3 separate regions of the Sus scrofa genome follow, and all the other regions are linked to region 3. The links are chromatin contacts, called in public HiChIP or PLAC-seq maps. All regions are on one chromosome and are shown on one strand. Each heading gives the region's core, a stretch centred on a gene start, on an enhancer-like site or on the middle of the called end of the contact. The rest is flanking DNA. Distances are from core to core; before and after follow the strand shown. Region 1 holds the start of ATP1A2 (ATPase Na+/K+ transporting subunit alpha 2). Region 2 holds the start of PIGM (GPI mannosyltransferase 1). Region 3 holds the start of DCAF8 (DDB1 and CUL4 associated factor 8).

Evidence for each region. HiChIP or PLAC-seq counts read pairs in DNA pulled down with a chosen protein or histone mark.
Region 1: a contact with region 3 is called in an H3K27ac HiChIP or PLAC-seq map of skeletal muscle. The contact joins the promoter of ATP1A2 here to the promoter of DCAF8 in region 3. A contact is called at or near these places in 2 of 5 promoter capture datasets (fetal liver and fetal skeletal muscle), 9 of 47 Hi-C or Micro-C datasets (embryonic fibroblasts, fetal heart ventricle, heart right ventricle and 5 more) and 2 of 2 datasets of contacts at active chromatin or transcription factors (alveolar macrophages and skeletal muscle).
Region 2: an H3K27ac HiChIP or PLAC-seq map of alveolar macrophages shows a contact between it and region 3. The contact joins the promoter of PIGM here to the promoter of DCAF8 in region 3. A contact is called at or near these places in 2 of 2 datasets of contacts at active chromatin or transcription factors (alveolar macrophages and skeletal muscle).

Annotation. Positions count from the first base shown.
Region 1 is chr4:90,369,541-90,372,543 of Sscrofa11.1, forward strand. ATP1A2 (ATPase Na+/K+ transporting subunit alpha 2) reads right to left here and starts at 1,365. Exons shown (of 23, transcript NM_001171541.1): 1 at 1,344-1,365. The coding sequence starts at 1,355.
Region 2 is chr4:90,459,991-90,462,985 of Sscrofa11.1, forward strand. It overlaps PIGM (GPI mannosyltransferase 1), which reads left to right and starts at 1,517. Exons shown (of 1, transcript XM_003355104.4): 1 at 1,517-2,995. The coding sequence starts at 1,785.
Region 3 is chr4:90,213,558-90,216,521 of Sscrofa11.1, forward strand. It overlaps DCAF8 (DDB1 and CUL4 associated factor 8), which reads left to right and starts at 1,361. Exons shown (of 13, transcript NM_001244434.1): 1 at 1,361-1,516.

The DNA of each region.
Region 1 (3,003 bases), core at 115-2,614, 160 kb after region 3:
TCTTCCCACTGTCGTGAGCTCTTCCTCTGTGAGGCCCACACCTCAGAGACAACTCTTCATAGACCCTCATGAGCCCCCCCCCACAGCGATGTCTCTGCTCACTCCTGCTCCAGGACCTGCGTGTTTGCAAATTTTTCTGCTGAGACACAAACACAGGTGCTCATCCGTGGATATCTGTATCAGTTCCAGCCTATGGAGAACACGTCACACACACACACACACACACACACACACACACACACACACCGGTTCTATTTATAGCTCCCACCCTAGCTCAGGAACCCTGGTGTCCAGGCTCAGAGTTTTCCCAGCTGCTAAACTCAGTGCGACACCATGTCCTTGCATGACCCCCTCCTGGGCCCAGAAACTCCGCCACAGCTCCCCACGGGCACCCTCTTTCCTCAGCACCCTCCCGGGGCTCCCTTCTGCCAGCATTCCACAAAAGGAAAGCCACCAGGCTTGGGATGTAAAGAGATTGGGTCCCTTTTCTCCATATGGAAATTTCATTTCCAAGAATTCCAAGCCTCAGCCCTGGCCACCCCCACCCTCTCCATCCCCGGTGGCTGTTAATCTTCCCCTTGGCATATCCCGAGCTGCAGAATGCCACAGGCTGGGGTGGACCGAGGGGGGTGCCTGCAGCTCTCACCAGCCTCTGGGAAAGTCCTCAAAGCGCATGGCCTGAAGCCCGAGCACAATGCTGCCGGGGACAGCGCCGGGTGGGTGGGTGGGGGTGTTGGACCAGGGGCTGGGGGCACATCGCTCTCTGCCTTTGCTCACTGCTCCCAGCTGTCCCTGGAACCCAGGGTCCCCCCTCTCTCCCAGAGCTGGTGTTTGGAAATGCTTGGTGACTCAGAAGCAGATGCCCCTTGGCCCTCTCTGCAACCACAAATTGGACCCCCATCCTCTCAGGCTGGGACTCCTGGAGGAATGGATACTTTCAGAGGGTGGCGAAGGCAGGGGGCATTCTCAGTACCAAATAACCTTCCGCTGGGAGGCCAGGAGATACGGTGAGAGAGGAGGGACCATGGGGGTTTGGTGGGGAGGAGATGAGGCAGGGGTGGAGGGAGGGCTGGAGGGGATGCTGGTGGGGGGTGGTGAGCTTCGGAGCTGGTCCTGGGGTCGGTGGTAAAGAACTCAGCACTCAGGGAGCGAGCAAGCAAGTGCCACTGTCCGTCTGTGCACATAGTCCTGGCTGGGAGACTCAATACTTCCAAGTTCAAAGCAGCCCACCGCTCCTCCCTCTGGGTCCCATCCCCACTTTGTCCTTCCTTCCAGCCTCCCTCATCATCCAGAGAGCCGCACAGCTCCCTCCAGAGCCAGCCCTGCTCTTTAGGGATACTCACCCCACGGCCCATCTTGGGGCAGAGTGGCTGCGGGACCTTGACTGGAGAGGTCACCAGGAGGATCCCGAGCTCACACCACCGGTCTGGGGCGCCAGAGACCCCGGCAGACAGACAGAGACAGTGAGCAACAGGGTAGCTTTAAATAGGTCCCTCTCCCCCTCTCCCCCGCCTTCCCTCCTCGGGAAAGAAACGTTTGTTGAAACAGGATCTCTGAGGACTCCTCCCCTCCCGCCCCTTAAGCAACTGGCCTGAGGAAGGTCCGTTTGTCCCACCGAGTGCTCCCCCTCCGCTCCCCTCACCCTCCAAGTCCTGGCCCATGGCAGCCACTACTGAGAGAGGGGAGATACGGTATGGGGTGGGGGATATGCCCCTTAGGGAGGGCAGAGGGGGAGCCCTGGGCAACAGCATCAGCATCCCAGAGAACAGAGGCCATGTGATCTGACCCTGCCTCTTGCTTTCCCGATGGGGAAGCTGAGGCCCGGAGAGACTGCACATGAACAAGATTTGAGCTGATAAAACAGAACTAGAACCTGGTCTCCTGCATCTACATCTAACTTCCCGGAGAAAGAAGCAAGAGACCGTTCTCTCCACTGTAAAGACTGTGGGAACCCTGAAGCCAGGAAGAGGTGGTGCTAGAACCCAGGGCGGCCCTTGTGTATGAGGCTTCTCGAGGTTGGCAGCCTGATGAGAGCCAAAGGCAGCTCCAGAAGCAGCATGGGAGTTCCCGTTGTGGCTCAGTGGATTAAGGACCCAACATGGTCTCTGTGAGGATGCGGGTTGGATCCCTGGCCTCACTCAGTGGGTTAAGGATCCGGCATTGCTGTGAATTGTGGTGTAGGTCACAGATGCCGCTCAGATCCGTGTTGCTGTGGCTGTGGTGTAGACCAGCAGCTGCAGCTCTGATTCAACTCCTGGCCTGGGAACTTCCATATGTTGTGGGTGTGGTCCTAAAAAGAAAAAAAAAAAAAAGAAGCAGCATGAAGTCTGCTAGATGGAGGGGAGAGAGTCTTCCCAAGCCCTCCAGATGTAGCCTTTGCAAAGTTTCAGAGTCAAGGCTCCCAAGACCTGGGAGATGGCTGGCAGAAGGGCAGGTGGGGCACAGAAGGGACTGCCCAAGTTTACCCTTGTAATTGGGGCGGGGGGAACACACACATTACCCTCTTAGACACTGTTGAGGAACTCTAGGCTGTCGATGGGTCGGTGGGGGAGAAGCCCAAAGACTGGCACTTACGGAGCTTCTAAGAGGCATATAGAGGTCAGTATCCTAACATGTACCAGAGCCAAGAACAACAAGAAGGGCAACTGCTTCCTTCAGGCAGGATGAAGGGTAGACAGACAAGAGCCCTCTCTGCACTGAAACATGGGAGTGGCATTCCCGTCGTGGCTCAGTGGTTAATAAATCCAACTAGGAACCATGAGGTTGCGGGTTCTATCCCTGGCCTCGCTCAGTGGGTTAAGGATCCGGTGTTGCTGTGAGCTGTGGTGTAGTTTGCAGATGCGGCTCAGATCCCACGTTGCTGTGGCTCTGGCGTAGGCCAGCGGCTATAGCTTTGCTTGGACTCCTAGCCTGGGAACCTCCATGTGCCTCAGGATCGGCCCAAGAAATGGCAAAAAAAAAAAAAGAAAAAAAAAAAAAAAAGAAACATGGGAGAAACTGACC
Region 2 (2,995 bases), core at 267-2,766, 250 kb after region 3:
AACATGGTTCATCCAAAAGATAAACATAAATTATATAACAAATGGAAAGTAGTCCTGGGAGCTAAATGTACAAACTGGATGGAGTCATCTACTCTCCTTATGCTGGTCTACAAGACTTTCCCTAGGAAGAAGGATCAATGTGTAAAATCAAGTAAGTCAGTCAGCCAGTATTTATTGAACATTTACCATGTGCCTAACACTGCACATTCAGTTATGAGTAACTAAAATTAAGGGTAACTATAATCCCTAACCTCAAAACCCTTACAATCTTATTTAAAGGGTTACAAATACAATCTTAAGTAAACACAGCAATTCTACAATGCAGACTATAAATGGAATAAATGCCCACAGAAGGGAAAGAGCTAATGGGTTAAGGTCCTTGGTGAGAAACTCATGGAAGTAGGGGGACTGGAGAAGAGGGCAGAACTTGAGATAGATAAAGGATATTTGAAAGAGAAAAGTTGGGAACACCCCAAGGATGCCACTCCAGAGGTATTCTGGTAAGAGGAAAATCGAAACATCAATTCAGGTTTTGCTGAGTGCCTACTACAAGTCTGATCATGTGTTACATCCTGAAGTACAGAAAAGAACAAGATAATCTCTGCTCTCAAAGAACTCAACGTCTCCTGATGGAAAACTGGGAAAGTGAAACAAAAAAAATCAGTTATCAGTAACAAATTATAATATAGGAATGTTCATTCCAAAAGAGAATTTTGGAGCTGTGGGAGAGCAGGCACTGGACAGGACTCCACATATACTGGGCAGGGGTGTCTGCGTGAGTGAGCTGACAGCCTCTCCACCTTCTTCCGTTTACCCCCAGTTAGTGGGGAGGAATGGCATCTGAGTGCGTGATGAAAAAGTGAGCTGAGAGCAGGATATGCTTTTAGGAGTCAACAGTTGAGGCCTGAAGGAGCGACAGGGGAGGGGAAGGCAAGGATTACAGAAGGAATAGCAAATAGAACGACCCTGAGGCTTGAGGGTATGGCAGTTTAAGAACTCTATGAAAATTCCTGTTCTCCCTTCCCATCCCTCCAAGGGCAGCCGGTTAAAATACAGGCTGCCCAACTGAATTCAAATTTAGATTAAAAAACTAATATTATCAACCTATAAGTATGTCCCCTACATTGCATACACTCCGGACCCCCTTCCATTCATCCTATCCCAGCCCCCTCATAGCCCACAACTCGCCTCCCCGCACCCCCCAGGATTACCCTAGAGAGGGCTAGGTAAAGCATGAGACACCAAACAGGTTTTTTTTTTCTTCACTCATGTTTTTTCACCCGTGGGTCTCCGGCCCAGGCCTGAGGTATGCAGCTAGAAGCTCGCTCCGCTTCAGGGGTCAGTCTGTAAACGGAGTTGGGGCTGAGGAAGTAGGCGTGAGGGGCAGGGGACATTCACAAATAACGCTCGCGGAACTCCGTAAAAACACCACCCCCCGCCTGCCCTCCCGGCAAGCGGAAGTCGTCTTTCTCAAGGACCGGAAATCCCTCCCCCGCTGGAGGACGAGCGGAAGGGAGACAGCCAATCCAGAGGAAGGTAATTCTCCCGCTAGGCCACTGAAAACCCACCGCCCGCCGTGCGACCGGAAGCAAAACGGGGGCGGGCCTTCCTGTCGGAAGTGGTCGCTAGGCAGATGTTTCGGTAAGAGATTGTAGGAGATGTTTCAGCAGCCTAGTTGGTAGGAGATGTACGAATAGTGTGAGACAAGGAACGGAAGCCAGAGTCAGACGTCCCTTTGAAGGCAGTTTGGATTTGGGGCTGCGCTGCTGTGGTGCAGTCAGACCATGGGCTCGGCCACGCACTGGGGAGAGTGGTTCCTGAACCTGCGGGTGTCCCCCTCCGGGGTATTTGGTGTGGCCTTCCTTGCGCGAGTGGCCCTGGTTTTCTATGGGGTCTTCCAGGACCGGACCCTGCTCGTGAAGTACACAGACATCGACTACCAGGTCTTCACGGACGCCGCGCGCTTCGTGACGGAAGGGCGCTCCCCTTACCTGAGGGCGACCTACCGTTACACACCGCTGCTGGGGTGGCTTCTCACTCCCAACATCTATGTTAGTGAACTCTTTGGAAAGTTTCTCTTCATCAGCTTCGACCTCCTCACCGCCTTCCTCTTATACCGTCTGCTGCTGCTTAAGGGGCTGGGCCAACGTCAGGCTTGCGGTTACTGTGTCTTTTGGCTTCTTAACCCCCTACCTATGGCGGTGTCCAGCCGAGGCAATGCGGACTCGATCGTCGCCTCCCTGGTGCTTATGGCCTTGTACCTAATAGAAAAAAAATTCGTCGCGCGTGCCGCTGTATTCTATGGTTTCGCAGTGCATTTGAAGATGTATCCAGTGACCTATATCCTTCCCATAGCCCTCCACTTACTCCCGGAACGCGACCGTGAAGAAGACCTCCGTCAATCCCGGTATTCTTTCCACGCTCGCTTGTTCCAATTCCTGAAGAGGCTGTGTAATCGGGCTGTGCTGCTCTTCGCAGCGGTTGCTGGACTTACATTTTTTGCCCTGAGCTTCGGTTTTTACTACAAATATGGTTGGGAGTTTTTGGAGCACACCTACCTGTATCACCTGACCAGACGGGATATCCGCCACAACTTCTCTCCATACTTCTACATGCTGTATTTGACTGCAGAGAGCAAGTGGAGTTTTCCCCTGGGAATCGCTGCATTCCTGCCACAGTTAATCTTGCTTTTAGCAGTGTCTTTCGCGTATTACAGAGACCTTGTCTTTTGTTGTTTTCTACATACGTCCATTTTTGTGACATTTAACAAAGTCTGCACCTCCCAGTACTTTCTTTGGTACCTCTGCCTATTGCCCCTTGTGATGCCACTAGTGAGGATGTCTTGGAGAAGAGCTGTGGTCCTTCTAATGTTATGGTTCATAGGGCAGGCCTTATGGCTGGCTCCTGCTTATGTTCTAGAGTTTCAAGGAAAGAACACCTTTGTTTTCATCTGGTTAGCTGGTTTGTTCTTCCTCCTTATCAACTGTTATATTCT
Region 3 (2,964 bases), core at 111-2,610:
TACGGAAACAAATCTGACTAGTATCCATAAGGGTTCGGCTTTGATCCCTGGCCTTGCTCAGTGGGTCAGAGATCTGGCCTTGCAGTGAGCTGTAGTGTAGGTCGCAGACACAGCTTGGATCCCTCATTGCTGTGGCTATGGCTATGGTTGGCAGCTAAAGCTCTGAATCGACCCCAGCTTGGGCACCTCCATATGCCACAGATATGGTCCAAAAAAAAAAAAATCTCCCATAAAAATGTAATAATAGATTAAATGTTATGGTAAAAAAATTATGAAAAAGTACAGAGTTAGAGGACAGAGAAGGATGGTAGTGCAGGATACCATTTTAGTTGGAATAGTTAAAAGCTGATTGAGGAAGTAGCCTTTGGGTAGAGATGTAATTAAATGGACAGAATGAGTCTAGTAAAAAATACCGTAGATGAACATTCCAAGAAGAGGGAACAAGTACAAAAGCCCTCAGGCTGTCCATGCTTTGGTTGTAGTGACAAGAAGAAGACCAGTAAGGCTAGAGCAGAGCTAGGTAGTATGGGAGGAAATGAAATCGGAGAAATAAGTGCCATGTCGTGTAGGGCCTTCCTCGGAAAACCTCTTGATCATTTAGATTTTTAATGTACAATGAGAAGCTTTCGGAGGTTTTGAGCATAATACTATGACCTGGCTTACGTTTTAAAAGGTCACTCTGGGTCCTTTATTTAACTAGTAGGGCAATGATGGAAGTGGACAAACCAGCTAGGCATCTCTTGCAATAGTCTAAGTAATATATAATGACATAATAGGATGGTTAGCGGTAGAGGAGGTTACCAGGGGCCTCACACCCTAGCCTTCTGGGCAAAACGCCCCTGGCCCGGCAACTGGGAGTAACTTTTTCAGGGGCCTCCTGCATGCTTCCTTCAGATGTCAGACAAGCAGAGGGTACATCATCTGTCCCAGTCTTTGGAACCTTCGACACACTACCCCCCTTCAAAGAGCTTCTTGAATAGCTTAGCTGCACCTCAAGCTTCTAAATCCCTTCTTTAAAAATGGGTAAATGGAAGCTCGGGGCGGGGCGGGGGGGGGCGGTAAATGGGTCTCGAGGGTAAAGCAAGCACTTAAGATCCTCAAAGGAAATGGAGTTTTCAGAAGAAATCTGGAGAAAACTGCTTGTTCAGAAACAGGGCAAACATGAAGGTCGCCCAGGAGTTTGCCTGCAAACCCGTCAGAAATGAAGTTGATTTAAACCACAACTCTGAAAGGCCTTTAACTCTATTTAAGTATCACGAGGATCGTGAAGTCTTCCAAACAGTACAAAAACAACTTCGCCTTCTCAGTAATGCGCACGCGCCGCCCGCTCCGTTTTCCGTTGGGCTTAGGCCCGCCCCCTATGCGTCCTCGGTGGAGGGTTGGGAGCCGAGAGCTCGCGCGACCACTTTTCCCTCAGTCTTCTCCAGCACATCGTCGCAAACGGGGCCGGAAAGCGTGGCAGCGCAGGCGCAAGCGCAGAGAGCGGAGGCGGTGGTGGTGGCGGCCGCTGGCCAGTGTAAGATGGCGGCGGCGTTGGTGGCGGCAGTGGACGGGGCGGCTGGGCCTGGAACAGTCGGAGCAGCCGCTGGCAGAAGGATGACCCAAGACGGGAAGCGGGCTGCAGAGTCTCGCCGGCTCCCGTGCTTGTAACTGCCCCAGCCGGACACCCCCCCCCTTTGACCTACCCGGTCCGTGTCTCGTTCCGGCTTGGCCTGGCCCCCTCCCCCTTGCCCCGTTCCCCTTTAAGATAGGTTTGACTGCTTTCTCGAGCTCCCAGGGCTCAGGTCTGCTCCTTCTGACCCGAGTCACCGCCGGGAGGAGTGGCTGTCCTTTTCGCAGGTCAGCCCCACGGCTGCCCCCAGGAGCATGCCCCGCAATCCACGGGGACGTCTTGCCTTGTCGGGTGACCCATTTGTGTGCGCTTTTCCCCTTTAGATTGGGGGACGCGGCTTGCCCTGCGCTTCCCCGTCATCTCAGGGCCACCGCGCTGTGTGCCCCCTCCCCCATCCCGAGTTCTCGGGCCCAGCACCTTGTACGGAAGGCCGAGGTCCAAGAACCCTGGAGTCAGTTGTTGCCGTCTGTTCCTGTACCCTTGTAATGTAATTCCCTTCACCCCTAAATCTTTCAGGGCACCGTAGAACGGTCCCATTTGGTCCCTGTTAGTTGGAAAGCATCTAGTGGCTTGAATTTCTGACTCATATGATTGTTGCTGGAGTCTCTGTAAACAAACCGGCACTAGCGCTATCACGTTCTCTCCGGGATTTCCCCCTGCTCTGTGGCTTGTTGAGAGGTTTGGTTATGGGTTGGCGTTGAAAAGATTCAGGTTTTCCTTTTAAATGACTTACGTTTTAGTGGAGCTGGGAGATTACTTGCCTGGTTCATTTAATTTCTGTAACTACGTAAGTTACTTGTTCAGTAGTCATAAATTACCGTGCTTCTAAATAGTCCTGAGGAGGTCTAAAAAAGTACTAACATGTATTCATAAATATGTTTTTATTATGTTTAGTTGAAGAGGCACCCTTGCCATTTAAACTTTAACTTTTCTTAGTCCTTCAGTGAATCTACAGGCCTATTTTCTCAGGAGCTCAGCCTGGCCCTACTTCAGTGATAAAGGAGGAAAGGTGAGTAGGAGTTGAAGGCATTTAAATTCCTCAGTCCAAGACAGACCCTACCCTGGTGCCCAAGTGCTGACCACTAAAATTATAAAATTCCTACCACAATTTCCCAAGGAGTTAGGGTATTGTTCTTGGCTTTGTTCCAGCTCTGGTTAAATTACGTTTACAAGTTTAATTGGCTCTGGGCCTCTTGACTTGAAGTCCTAAACTATTGCTGTATATCTTCAAATGACTCCAGTTAAGCATAGAAATGAATGTGTCTCCCTCTTCATTCGTTTGCTTTGTGTTGCCTTTGTGCAGATCATGTTTCTTACACTATTAAAAGCTGGGCATTAGTTTACTGGAGTTC